3 separate regions of the Mus musculus genome follow, and all the other regions are linked to region 3. Evidence: chromatin contacts called from public HiChIP or PLAC-seq data. All regions are on one chromosome and are shown on one strand. The core of a region is the stretch at or near the end of the contact, and the rest is flanking DNA. Distances in the headings are between cores, read along the strand shown. Region 1 has its middle 26 kb from the start of Ccr6. Region 2 holds the start of 4930506C21Rik (RIKEN cDNA 4930506C21 gene). Region 3 overlaps Gm1604a (predicted gene 1604A).

What was found. HiChIP or PLAC-seq counts read pairs in DNA pulled down with a chosen protein or histone mark.
Region 1: a contact with region 3 is called in an H3K27ac HiChIP or PLAC-seq map of microglia, with 4 times the contacts expected there. The contact joins two enhancer-like sites. A contact is called at or near these places in 1 of 484 Hi-C or Micro-C datasets (the G1E-ER4 cell line) and 2 of 115 datasets of contacts at active chromatin or transcription factors (microglia and regulatory T cell precursor).
Region 2: a contact with region 3 is called in an H3K27ac HiChIP or PLAC-seq map of microglia, with 8 times the contacts expected there. The contact joins the promoter of 4930506C21Rik here to the enhancer-like site in region 3. A contact is called at or near these places in 2 of 39 promoter capture datasets (the HPC-7 cell line and hippocampal neurons), 1 of 15 datasets of contacts at CTCF or cohesin (embryonic stem cells), 5 of 484 Hi-C or Micro-C datasets (Th1 cells, cortical neurons, embryonic stem cells and 1 more) and 8 of 115 datasets of contacts at active chromatin or transcription factors (bone marrow-derived macrophages, embryonic limb bud, embryonic stem cells and 4 more).

What each region holds. Positions count from the first base shown.
Region 1 is chr17:8,208,339-8,212,544 of GRCm38.p6, forward strand. No RefSeq gene overlaps it. Among named protein-coding and RNA genes, the nearest start is that of Ccr6, 26 kb to the right of the region's middle. Within about 2 kb of position 2,548, at least 41 of the 459 cell types and tissues checked have an H3K27ac peak or open chromatin away from gene starts, as enhancers often do. A contact at or near this core is called in microglia, where this site is marked.
Region 2 is chr17:8,308,374-8,312,688 of GRCm38.p6, forward strand. It overlaps 4930506C21Rik (RIKEN cDNA 4930506C21 gene), which reads right to left and starts at 2,745. Exons shown (of 5, transcript NR_073374.1): 1 at 2,644-2,745. Sft2d1 (SFT2 domain containing 1) reads left to right here and starts at 2,730. Exons shown (of 8, transcript NM_134114.2): 1 at 2,730-2,912. The coding sequence starts at 2,850.
Region 3 is chr17:7,867,413-7,871,358 of GRCm38.p6, forward strand. The region is part of intron 5 of Gm1604a (predicted gene 1604A); the gene reads right to left. Among named protein-coding and RNA genes, the nearest start is that of AU041480, 32 kb to the left of the region's middle. Within about 2 kb of position 1,424, at least 42 of the 459 cell types and tissues checked have an H3K27ac peak or open chromatin away from gene starts, as enhancers often do. A contact at or near this core is called in Th1 cells, bone marrow-derived macrophages, memory CD8 T cells and 2 more, where this site is marked.

The DNA of each region.
Region 1 (4,206 bases), core at 1,298-3,797, 340 kb after region 3:
ACGGAAGGGAAGGGAGAACGGAAGGGAAGGGAGAAGGGAAGGGAGAAGGGAAGGGAGAAGGGAAGGGAGAAGGGAAGGTAAAAAGGGAAGGGAGAAGGAAAGGGAAAAGGGAAGTGAAGGGAAAAGGGAAGGGAAGGGAAAAGGAAGGGAAAAGGGAAGGGAAGGGAAAAGGGAAGGGAAGGGAAGGGAAGGGGAGAGAGAGAGAGAGAGAGAGAGAGGGAGGGAGGGAGGGAGGGAGGGAGGGAGGGAGGGAGGAAGGAAGGAAGGAAGGAAGGAAGGAAGGAAGGAAGGAAGGAAAAGATCTCATCAAATAAAACAAGGAAGAGAAATGGTTGACCTAAGGTCCATCTAGAGACCCTGAACTGAATCCAAGACCTTTCAACAAAGGAAATGTCGAGTGCTACGTGAAGACACTGATCACCCCCCCCCCTCAGAAAACTTGAAACAAAGCAAGCCATACAGGGGGAGTGAGTCTTTGCTCATTTGTAATGAGAGTGGTTTGGTGATGCCAAACAGATAAAACAGAAGAAGCAAAGGCGCCACACCAGTGTCTTTCACAAAGAAAACAATAGAGAAAAATACCATCAAGCCAAATCCCATTGTGGATGAAGTTATATGATGACCAACCTGTTGTTTTCAATATTGAAAACCAATGTGATCTGATATACTGATAGCCTAAAAATAATGCATGAGTCGACCAATTGAGATGACAGGAAAATCTTTCATTAGATAAAATTCAATACACAATTACAACTTAAAAATCTCAAACTAGTGGCTGCAGAGATGGCTCTTGCAGAGGACCCAAGTCCCAAAGCACGTCACGTCATGTCACATCATGTCACATCACGTAAGACTTCCAACCACTGTATCTCCAGCCCCAAGGCATCTGGCACCCTCTTCTGACCTTCATGGGCACCCATACACATCTCTCTCTCTCTCTCTCTCTCTACACACACACACATACACATATACACACATACACACACACATACATACACACATACACACACACACATACACACATACACACACACACACACACACACACACACACACACACTAACTTTCCTAAGGAGAAAGTGAATTGGATGCCAGCTTTTGTGACCAGATCTCTCACACTCCTGCCGCCAAGCCATCCCCACCAGGAAGGGCTCTACCCTCATGCTGTGAGCTATACTAAATCCTCCTTTCCCTGAGTTGCCTCTGTTGGATAGTTTGTCACAGCAATGAGCAAAGTTAATGCGGGCACTTCTCAGTTTCTTCATCTCAAAATCAGAAATGGCCACACCCACTTAATCAGCTTCTGACTTTAGAAACACATTGGCTTTTTTATTTTTCTAATAGAGAAAAGGGAGGTAGCTTCTTTTCTCTTTTTTCCTTCATTTACTACTTCAGGCAGGAAGACTCCAGGACCTGCTCTCTGGGATCAGTTCCTTTGCTGCCCTGTTCACAGTATTCAGAAAAGCACATAGGTTCTTTGCTAGATGACGAGAGTATGACTGTACTATTACTACAATTACTGTACTATTACTAGTTCAAGTGATTTGCATGAAGCCACATCCAGGATGAAGAATAGAGATGGGCCCTAATCTGTCATGACTGCTCAGATGCCCCATCTTCCAGCAACATCCACATGCGGAGACCAGAGACTCCCTCATCCTGTCATTTGAACCTTCATGAAGGCTTCACCATGCAGGCATGATTGAAGATGGACAATTGCACCAAGCTGATTGAGTAGATGGATGTGAAGGGATGCTGTTGGACTGTGGGGAAAGCCCAGCACTGCCTGTCCAACCTCAGCATCCTTGGCCTCTCTGTCCAGCATGCCTTCCTCCAGGATATGAGCCAGGGCTCCATTGTAGTGATGAGGGTCTCATAAGTCCTTATTGGGCAGGTTTGATCTAAGTGGTTGTCCCATGCTCTGAGCACACTCCTGATGTGTGCTGGGCTTGTCCCACTTTCTGAACACGTACTTCTTGTCTGTCAGCCACTCTGGGAAAGCCCCACTTGTTCCAGTGGGCCTGTTACACCTGTCTCAGTTTCAGGTCCCCAGACTGAGCAACCTTTAGTGGAGACGCTGTGTGCTGTCCCTGAGAGCAGCCTGGCTTCCTGATCCGGCCTGGGGTGGGAGGGGATAGGGCCTTTGTTTTCCTCTCCACTTTGATTCTCATGAAAGAAATCAGGTCTTCTGGTCCTTGTCACCCAAGAGCATGCTTTCAGATTCCAGCCCCTGAGGATGCACCTGAACCAACATCTCTGCCCTCCCTTGGATCTTAACATCTGCAGGGGTTTCTCTGTTTTCTGGATTCCTTCCCAGTGTCTTCTGTTTCCAGACCTACCCCATGTGCCTGTTCTGTACAGTCACGGTTAAACTGTCGCACCGTCAGTCATCACTTCAGCCTTCTTGGTGAGGGCCCTCATGGATCTTGTCAGGCCGAGTGAGGGAAATGAGGCAGCTCCTCCAGATGGAAGCGGCTTACAGGAGGGGACATGTTTGTTACGACACCTGGAAGCCCACACAGGCTCAGCACTAACTATAAATGCAGGCTTCTGCTTCCTCTTACACTGTAGGAAGTGGCAAACAGCCTTGCTCCTTCTAACAAGAAGGGGGGGGGCTGCAGCCCTGCAATTTCTCCTACGTGCCCCCTCGAAGAGTGCGGGGTGAGAGGCAACCAAGAGAGCAAAATCCTGGGGAGAATACAGAGGGAGCCATGGGATGGCAGGGAGGGACGAGCCTGCCATGGTTGCGATGTCCAACTGGTTCCAGATTTGACAGCACCAGGGAGAACAGATAGATGCTTGCTGCACAGGGTGAGAACACAGCAACTAGGACCCAAAGCCTTCTGGGAAGCCAAACAAGGGTCGCATCTGCTCCCAACTTGGAGGCTGAGGCACAGAGCCCTCTTAACTCCCATGGAGCGCTCTAGGGTTGGCGGGAGAAGTGGAGAGGTGCAAGAACCTGGAACCAGGCTTCTGCAGCACAAGCTGGCTTGTGGGTGGGGACCAGTGTCACAGATATAAATGTTGCCATTTCCTGAGAGAAGAGGAATTCAGCTTCTGTGGCTGACAGGGAAGAGAACGTTCTCCCATCCAAGATGGGCACAAGGAAGGAGACTTGGGTATACCATAAAGGACCCCTTCAAAGTTTGCCAAAGAAGTGTGACAGTGGAACTGACTCCTTCCAAAACCATGGGTTTGTCTGAGAGTAACATAGCAGGCAGCCGCAGCCATGTGCAGAGCCCGTAGAGGGCTGCTGTCGGGTAACGATGAGCCTGGAATTTACCTGAGCAAAGACAGAACAGGCAGGAGGGAAACTCCCACAGCTCAGCCTCTTGTGGGCTGAAGCAATCTCTCCCCGGGGGCTAGAAAGACTGGTGTACTGAAGACATGACTGACAGACAACCCCAGATCTAACTCTACCTATGTCTCCATTTATCTACCCAGATCTGTTTCAGATCTGTTGGAGGCTATCTATGAGCTCCCAACATCTTAAATATATTATTCGTTGATTATATAAGTAGGCCAGTGGTTGAACTGAGACTTCAATTTTGAGGGGGGTGAAGAAACTTAAATTGAGCTAACATCAGAATCAAATGAGAGAACTGGTTTGAAAATTAAGCATCCTGAACTTTCTGGGTCCTGTTCTTGGAAGATCTGAGGTGTGGGCTTTTAGGAGCGGCCCCTGTATAGAAGGAGCCTACAACGACCCTTCCTGTTAAAAAGCTGTTTTGTTGGGTGGGGTGGTCCTCATGAAGAAGCAGTGATCTCTGAGAACTTTCGGTGTCCTGGGTCCACACCAGATTTTAGAGTGGTCTTCAGTACAAAGAAGAGGAACTCTAGGGCCCTCTGTGGGACTCTACGATGGGAATGTAAGGTCTTCTATGGAGGGAATGGGTAGGGTACCTTTTGGATATAATGAGTCAGGTTATTGGTCAATGTAAGACCCACTGCCCTCTTTTCTAGAGGCCACAGATCAGCAATTTTCTGAGAAACCCAGGTTGGACTTTTGCCCACAAGTCTTACGCCCTCCATTTTATAACACTGAGTAGAAGGTGGCCCTTGGCCCACTGCAGCAGTGGTCTAGAGGTGAGCCTTGCATCAGATGCAGGCTCTGGTGGATTATGCCTGATCACTGAACACATGGACAAGGTTGGAAGTGGAGAGTGTGGCATCTGTGTAGATGGCCAAAGACTCCCTGGAGGAACT
Region 2 (4,315 bases), core at 1,495-3,994, 440 kb after region 3:
CTCTGGGAAAAGAAGAGAAACAGGGGCCCAGAGCTGGGTGTGTACATGATGAGCAGCCGGGAGGATGAAGAGCACCAGTTCCACAGTGAGTGAGTGCCAGCCCTGTTCTCAGTGTTTCCAGGCAAGATCCTTGCTATTTGGGCCCTTATGTTCAGGAAAGCCACCACAAATGCTGACTTGGGGGATGCCGAGCAATCATTTTCTTGAGCACATGCAGCTGGGTTCTTGAAAACCTCTGGTCACGTCTTTGTCAGCTGATCATTATGTAACCTTGTTTGCTTTGCATTATACAGATTTGTTAAGGTTGGACGCACAGCTGCCACCCTATGTCCAAGTAAGGCTTTTCTTTCCATCTTCCTAAGAAGGCAATTAGGAGACTGGGCAGGAAAGATGGTCCCTGACTCATCAAACAGTGAGACCAGCAGCAGCAGCAGGAAGAGGAGGAGGAGGACAATAATGTGAAAACTGGGGCACTGATTGGGGCCCAGAAGGGAAATTTGTTTATAACATGAACTGAAATAAGGCAGCCTACCTCTCTGGATCTCAAAACGCTGACCCTGAGCCTGCATGGCCCGGAAAGTGCTACAAGGACTGACTGATTTGTAGCATCTCCAACCCCAGAAGCTGTTACTGATAAGGATGTTTTCAGGGTTTTTCTATTTAGTCCCTTAACAGCTCTGTAAGGAAGGGATAGATGTTATTTTCATATTTGTTTTGTTTTAGAGACATGGTCTTTCCCTCACACTATGTAGCTGGCTTTCCCTCACACTACGTAGACCAGGCTGGCTTGAATTCACAGAGATCCACTGCCTCTGCCTCTCAAGTGCTGGGTTTAAAGGCTTGCACCATTATGCCTTCCTTATTTCCATATCTGAAGCCAAGGTTTGTGGTGATTTTTGTCAAATCCCAAGGCTACAAGGAGTGGGGACAAGATTCTAGCCCAGTTTCTCTCCAGAACCTAGGCCCTTACTCATTTTATTATCCCCCACAATGGATCTAATAAATTCTTTGTAACATTGTTCAGAAGACAGGTTTGGCTTCTAGGGAACAAGAAACAATAAAACCTATACATTGGCCTTTTGTTTGTTTGGTTGTATGGGTTTTTGAGACAGGGTTTCTCTGTGTAGCCCTGGCTATCCTAGAACTCACTTTGTAGACCAGGTTAGCCTCTAACACAAGAGATCTGCCTGCCTCTGCCTCCTGAGTGCTGTACTAAAGGCATGCGCCACCACCTCTAGTTCAGTCTTTATTTTGCTTTTAAGATTTATTTATGCTCTGTTTATTTATATAATAATATAAGTTAATATATGTTATATATAATAAATACTAAATATATTTATTTATTTATTATGCTCTATTTGCATGTATGCCTGCATGACAAAAGAGGTCATCAGATCCCTTTATAGGTGGTTGGAAGTCACCAAGTGGGTGCTGGGAATCAAACTCAGGGCCTCTGGAAGAGCATCCAGTGTTCTTAACCTCTGATCCATCTCTCAAGCCCTCAGTCCTTGTTTTTAATAGTTACATTTTGTTCTATATAATTAAATTTGTCAGGCAATTTACACTTCAAGACATGTGTGTTGCCCAAGGTCTCTATTCTACATAAGATCGTACTCGGCCTTAAGAATGACAGGGGCCTGGAGAGATGGGCTCAGTGGTTAAGAGCACTGGCTGCTTTTCCAGAGGATTCAGTTTCCCAGCACCCACACAGCAGCTCACAATCTTCCCTAATTCCAGTTCTAGGGAATCTGATGCCTTCTTCTGATAGCTATGGGCTGTGCATGAATATGGTACACAGACACACAGGCAAATGACAGAAGGGGGTGGGGTCACATATATATCAAATCAGAACACTAAGAGGTTAAGTCTCAGGCAAAACTGGGTTACTAAATAGCTTTCTGTCTGCAACACATTCTAGGATCGTTGTTTATTCTTGTTACTATAATTAACACCCTATCATTTGTACAAATTAATGGGTTTCACTGTGACATTAAGATCCATGTATATGTCACCAGAATTTTTAAACTGCCACTAATTATTTCAAGTACATACTGACTCCTTCAAATCGAGGTTTCAACTATATTGTGAGTACTGGCAATTTCATATATATTGAAAAACAGACTTTTCATAACTACTGTTATCAGATTTTTTAATATAGAAGTTACTATACTTCAAAGGGAAAACGTGTAGCCATATTAAAAACTATTTTATTGGACATCAAGGACGATTTTTATTGTACATTCGTTATCATCTTTGTAATCTTTCAAAGGGCAAAGGGACGGGGCTTTCGCACTTTTGTTCGTTCAGGTCTAACTCCCTGAGAACGCTGGAGCAGTTTCATCTGTAAAAGATCCCCTTCTCTAGTAATGACTGCCTTTCGCGAGGCAGTAGGATTGACAATTAACCCTTTTTTTTTTCTTGATCCAATTTTAAGGAGGAAGCTGTTAGTGAAATCGTTAAAATAAAGGCCATTTCATTACCATCTCTCCAACCCAAAACAATCGGGGCAGGACCTGTCACTCAGTGCCTGGACAGTCATGCAACTGGACACTGTTTCTCTGCACCAGGCCGGACAGACAGCTCTAACTGTGTCCCTCCCTACTGGCTGGCTGAACGATCTTGAGGATAAGAAAAGCCACTCACCAGCCCCCTGCGGGCACCCGTGGGCGCGCCGGAAGTGACGTAATCAGGCCCGCCCCAGCAGATTAAAGAGCAAGGAGGTGCGCATGCTTGAAGGAAGCGGAAGTCCGGATTTCCGGCCGGCGCTTGAAGGTGCGGATTCCGGGCTTCCGGGTGGGCGTGGGGGCCGGACGAGCTAGGGGTCGGCGGCGTGGCAAGAGGACAGGGCTATGGAGAAGCTGCGGCGCGTCTTGAGCGGCCAGGACGACGAGGAGCAAGGCCTGACGGCGCAGGTAACGTCCTCGGCCGCGGCGACAGTGGGAGAGGGGACCGCGAACCGCTCTCGGGGAGTCGGTCCCGGATCCCCGGGACTGTCCGGTCCCCGCTTCTCTGCCATGGCCTTTCTCTGCGCCCTCCCCTCCTGCACCAAGTTCCGCCGCCCCTGCAGCGAGCAGGCCTCGGGGCCAGGCTGCCTGTGGCCGGCTCATTCATTCCAGGTCTCAAGACAGATCTGGGGCTGGGGAGATGGCTCAGCGGTTAAGAGCACTGACTGCTGCTCTTCCAGAGGTCCTGAGTTCAATTCCCAGCAACCACATGGTGGCTCACAACCATCTGTAATGGGGATCTGATGCCCTTTTCTGGTGTGTCTGAAGACAGCTGCTGTGTACTCATATAAATAAATAATAAATAAATAGATCTTTAAAAAAATTAAGGCTGAGATCTGGGCGAGAGACTGGAGAGCACGGACGTGCCAAAGGTTGCCTGTGAAGTCAGCCCTCCTTAGTAATGCATGGTTTTGTTTTGTTTTGTTTAATTAACAGAGCCCTTGTTTGCTTGTGACCCAGACATGAGACTTGATAAAGACTTACTTCCTCCAGTAAGAATTAAAAATAGGCAAACAGGAACTGCTTTGTGTTTTGCACGCTAGCACATTTTGGTGTGTCTTGGCACAGACCTGGGCCTGATTTTGTATTACATGAAGATGTTTTGTTTGTTCGTTTTTCCTTTCTGACTTATTTGTTGGCAGGGCTGAGGTAGCCCGTGTTGAGACAAGTGAACTCTATATTGTATTTTGTGTTTTGTTTGTTTGTTCTTTTTGGGTTTGTTCCAAGACAAAGTCTCACTGTGTAGCCCTCACTGGCCTGGAGCTACAAAGGTCCTCCTGCCTCTGCCTCCTGAGAACTGAAATCAGTATTGTAATTGCAATACAAAAGACCTGTACATAGTCACTTCAGCAATGGCTGTAAATATGGCTTATCCACCGTGCTTGATAGTATCAACTGCTTCATGCTCCACTCTTTGTTCTAGATCTTTGCTGTAGCTATGACCACATGTAGCCACTCAAAATGTAAACAGATTAAAATGTAGAATTTATTTCCGTAGTGGTGCATGCCGTTTTTAAGTGTTGAGTAGCATGTGGCTGCTGCTCAGACATTGCTGGAGTGTTGTCAGGCAGTGCTCTTGTAAATCCTGGGGACAAAGAAGTGAACTTGGTCCTTGGAGCTGTTTCCGGAAGAGAGGAGATTGTGTAAAGAAGAGTTCAGTCAAAGGTGGAACGCTCTGGTGGTGATAGACTGTTAGGTGGTTATCCGTTGTCACTGTGGATGTAATAACAGTGACTGATAGAGGCCTCCGGTGCTACGGTTACAGTGTTAGTGGAAAGTGCGTGGAACAGGTAGAGTGGGTTGGGAAGCTT
Region 3 (3,946 bases), core at 174-2,673:
GTGCCTCTGCAGCTCAGCCTGACGCTTGTAGCAACTTTCCAACTAGATTAGTTAATATCTGACCCTGTGATGGCGCTCCTTACCTGTGCCAGCAATGTGCCACCGCCCTCAGGAAGTCAGCCGAGGCTTCGTTACCCTCGGTAACCTGTGTATCTACATACATCTCTATATATCTCATATGTGTGTGTGTATATATACATCTATAATATTTCATGTACATACATCTCTATATATCTCATATGTGTGTATATATACATACATCTATAATATTTCATGTACATACATCTCTATATACCTCGTATATGTGTATACATACATCTATATTTCACATATGTACATTGATATGGATTTCATATATATCTACACACTGAATGATGTGAATGTGTGTTCTGAGTCGATATGAGTATTTAAGATGAGCATCAAAGAACCTGTGATGGCCAATGGCTAACACTGGAGGGAAATTGTAACCAAGGAAACTGACATAGCTTATTAAATTATTGTTGTGGATGCTTCTGACATGGTTACACTCATGGCAATTCTCCATCTACCCCTTACCAATCGATCCTCCAAGCAGACAGATATCCCTGACCCTGCATCACTGGTGTGAGTGCTGGGGTACCATTGATCAACGTGTTTATTCTGGTTTAGGCTAACTCCCTTCCAGCAGGGCAAGGGGTAAGGAGGAGAGAGCGTCACACATGTTACATGGATGATCTGAGAGGTGCTTACTGAGTTACCTGGGTACTTTTGGCACCGTGTGGATGTAGCCCCAAAAGGAATCACCAAACATAAGGGAAAAAAAAAATCACAAAAGCAGCAAGCAGTTATTTACAATCTTCTCGATGGATAGCCCTAAAGATGAGATTGTTAAAGTGCTCACCTGCCCCAAGCAGGACAGACATTTGTCCCAGCATCTGAGCATTCAGCACTCGCAGGTCAGATGCTGCCCACAACAACGGAGCTCAATAGTCTCGACATTTCCCAGAGCTCACCTTGGGCAGGGATACACCGGCTACTACTGCAACGAGGTCCTGGGCAGTGAGTGGGTCACACAGATGGTGAGAAACTCAGGAACCCCAGAACTGATCTCGATGAAACCAAAGCCTCGGTTCTTACCTAAAGAAAGCCCTTTGCATGGGGGGAGTTAGATGAAATTAAAACGGCATGACTGTGGAGCCAAGAAGAACACAGACGCTACTCCTGGCAGTGGGGCACATCGAGAAGGCCAAAGTGGCTTCAGAAGAACTACACTGCAGCCCTCTTTACCCCGGGATTCTCTCAAGGCCCCATTCCAGGCTACCTTCAACACCAATTCATGTCTACACAGGCAGAGCTGAGAAGTCAGCAACTCTGAAGATACAACAGAGCCCACTGCTGCCTGTAGAGGGCGACCTTGCTCTTTCCCCCACGGAGAACTCACCGCTGGGACAACCTCTTTCCCAGCCTTGGGAGCCCCCAGTCTAGACAGGTTCTGCTTTTGCACAGCTGTTGGGAGCCCTTACAGGAAAGCCACTGCAGTCTGGGACAGAAACAGTCTTCCTTGCTGTCTCTCCTCCTATAGAAATTAAGATCATGCAGTGGAGAAGTCCACACCACCCTCCCCCCCCCCCCATTCCCAGCAGCCTCTGATCCCAGGACATCTGTACAGGGTGGGGGTGAGGGGCATAGACAAGGAAAAACCTGAGGGCACCACCCGATCTCAGTGGCAGAAGTCTCTAGGCGGGGTGCTTCTGGTAACTGAGGCAGGATGGAGGGATAGAGAGATGTTGGGGCACTGATGAGAGGAAAGGAGGGAAGAGGAAGAGAGACTGCAGAGGACAGACTGGTGCATTTAAGGATCTATTTGAATGAAGCCTTATGCAGTGGAGACCTGACTGCGGTCAGAGGGCCTGGGGAATGCAAAGAGGATGTGAAAGATGGGGTCGGATTCTCTGGGACAGCGACAGGAACTTCCTCTCCTCAGCTACCACTTGTACGCCATGTTCCCAAAGCTCCCCAGACAGCAGAGAAATTAGAGCAAAAGTCTGAGTGAGGCTTGGGAGTCAATAAAGTCTCTACGAAGGTGTGTGGGTCTACCTGGGGTCATAAGCACTTATCGTCACTTGGGAACACCCCGCTCTCTTCTGCATCTCACAGGGAACATGGCAAATCCACAGAAGCTCTTTCAGGAGAGGTGAACAGGAGAGATGGTTCAGCAGTTAAGAGCATGCACTATTCTCAAAACGGCTCCAAGTTGGGTTCTCATCCCAGGGGCTCAACCACCTGTATTTCTAGGAGATCTGACGGATACATAATTAAGAAATAAAAATGATTTGGTTTTTTTTTAAAATGGGATTAAGGTTAATTTCAATTTACTAGCAAGGAACCAAATACTTGAATATATAAATGTCATATGTCCCAGGATGTCTAAACCTCAGGCCAGGGACAACTGTAGGTCAACACAAAATCATAAACCTACATAAAATGCCATGAGGAAAGGGGTTTTGTTTGTTTGTTTGGTTTGGTTTTGGTTTTTGGTTTTGTTCTTTTGTTTTGTTTTGGGGTGCTTTTTGTTGTTGTTTTGGGGTTTTTTGCATTTTTTTCAATAACTGAATTGTGCTTTTCTTGAGCTTGAACGTTGTAGATTACAACACAGCCAGAGAAGCCAAAAGGGTGGACCCGGGACATAAGGTGTTCACACTTCAAAGGCTTCAAGGTATCTGTAGATGCTACAGTGCATCACAACTACTGTGAAGACCCCTTCCCTGGGGAGACAGAGACAATATCACCCCTCCCCGTGAGGTCCTAACAACACAGCAAAGAACAGATTCTGCCAGTGTCCACCCTGGTCAGCTAAAAAGTAGGTTGGGGTTCCTCAGAGAGCATGGATGGGAGGAGGATTTACTGTAGCCACATGCAAATTCTTTGACCAGCATGGATGATGGCTTCCCCATAGCTGCCTAGACGGGGCCCCTTTCATTTCTGCAGCCTACAAATCTACAAATTCTGTTGTCTCCCAAGATCAGGATGTCTCTTGCAATTAAAGCAGAATTGCAGACGAGAGGCTTGGAGGAGTGGATAGGCTCCCGTGACTGCCAGCCCCTCTACTCCGGCCCCAGAGAGAATGGGAACAGGCTATAAATGCTGTAATTATGGATTCTTGCAAGCAGGCGCAGCTGATCTGATGCAGCGGGCAGCTTCTCTGACCCGAGGTTCCCTGACATCGTTCTACAACATAAGCTAACATCAGTAGGAAAAAAGGGAATTGAGGAGTCAAGCAATGTTCAAGAACCAAGGGACACTAAAGTTACCCAGCTGCTGCTTCTGGGGTGGACTCAGTGCCTGTCCCCATAGCCAGGCTCAGCTTCACCAATGCTGTAGGGTGCAGTCTGTAATTAGAGGGTAGAGGCTCTGAGCTCTTTAGTTTCTAAAGATACCTAAAAAAGAAATCTGTCTTGCCAAGTGGTCTGTGTGTTTCCTTTGAGCTCACGGCCATGCTATGACATAGCAACTAAGTACAAAATTCTGCAGACTTGAGCGCAAGGGAATCAGGCTGGAGAAGTAAATGGCCTCTGGCTTAAGTCCAAGCAAATGGCATTCTGGATCTCCTGGAGGAGCGGGCAAGCCACTGACCTCTATTTAAAAAAAAAAAAGTTCCAAGCACAATAGCTCCCTGGTGATTGGCTGAAGGTTCTACTGTTTGCTTCAGGGGCCACAGCACCCTAATGTCAGTGGTGACCTTTAGTGACATTTAAAGAGTCTGGGTGAATCACACTTTGAATCCTGACCAAAGTTAGCTGAGATTTAGCTTCATAGATGTACCTGATAGATTGACTTTCAGACTGCCGATCAAACAACGATCTAGCTGGCACAGTGGTTGACACTAGGGAGGTAAAAACCAATATGTCAAGGAGTGTCCCCGTATAGAGACAGGTGAACAGTCACCACAGGACAAGGAGATGCATGT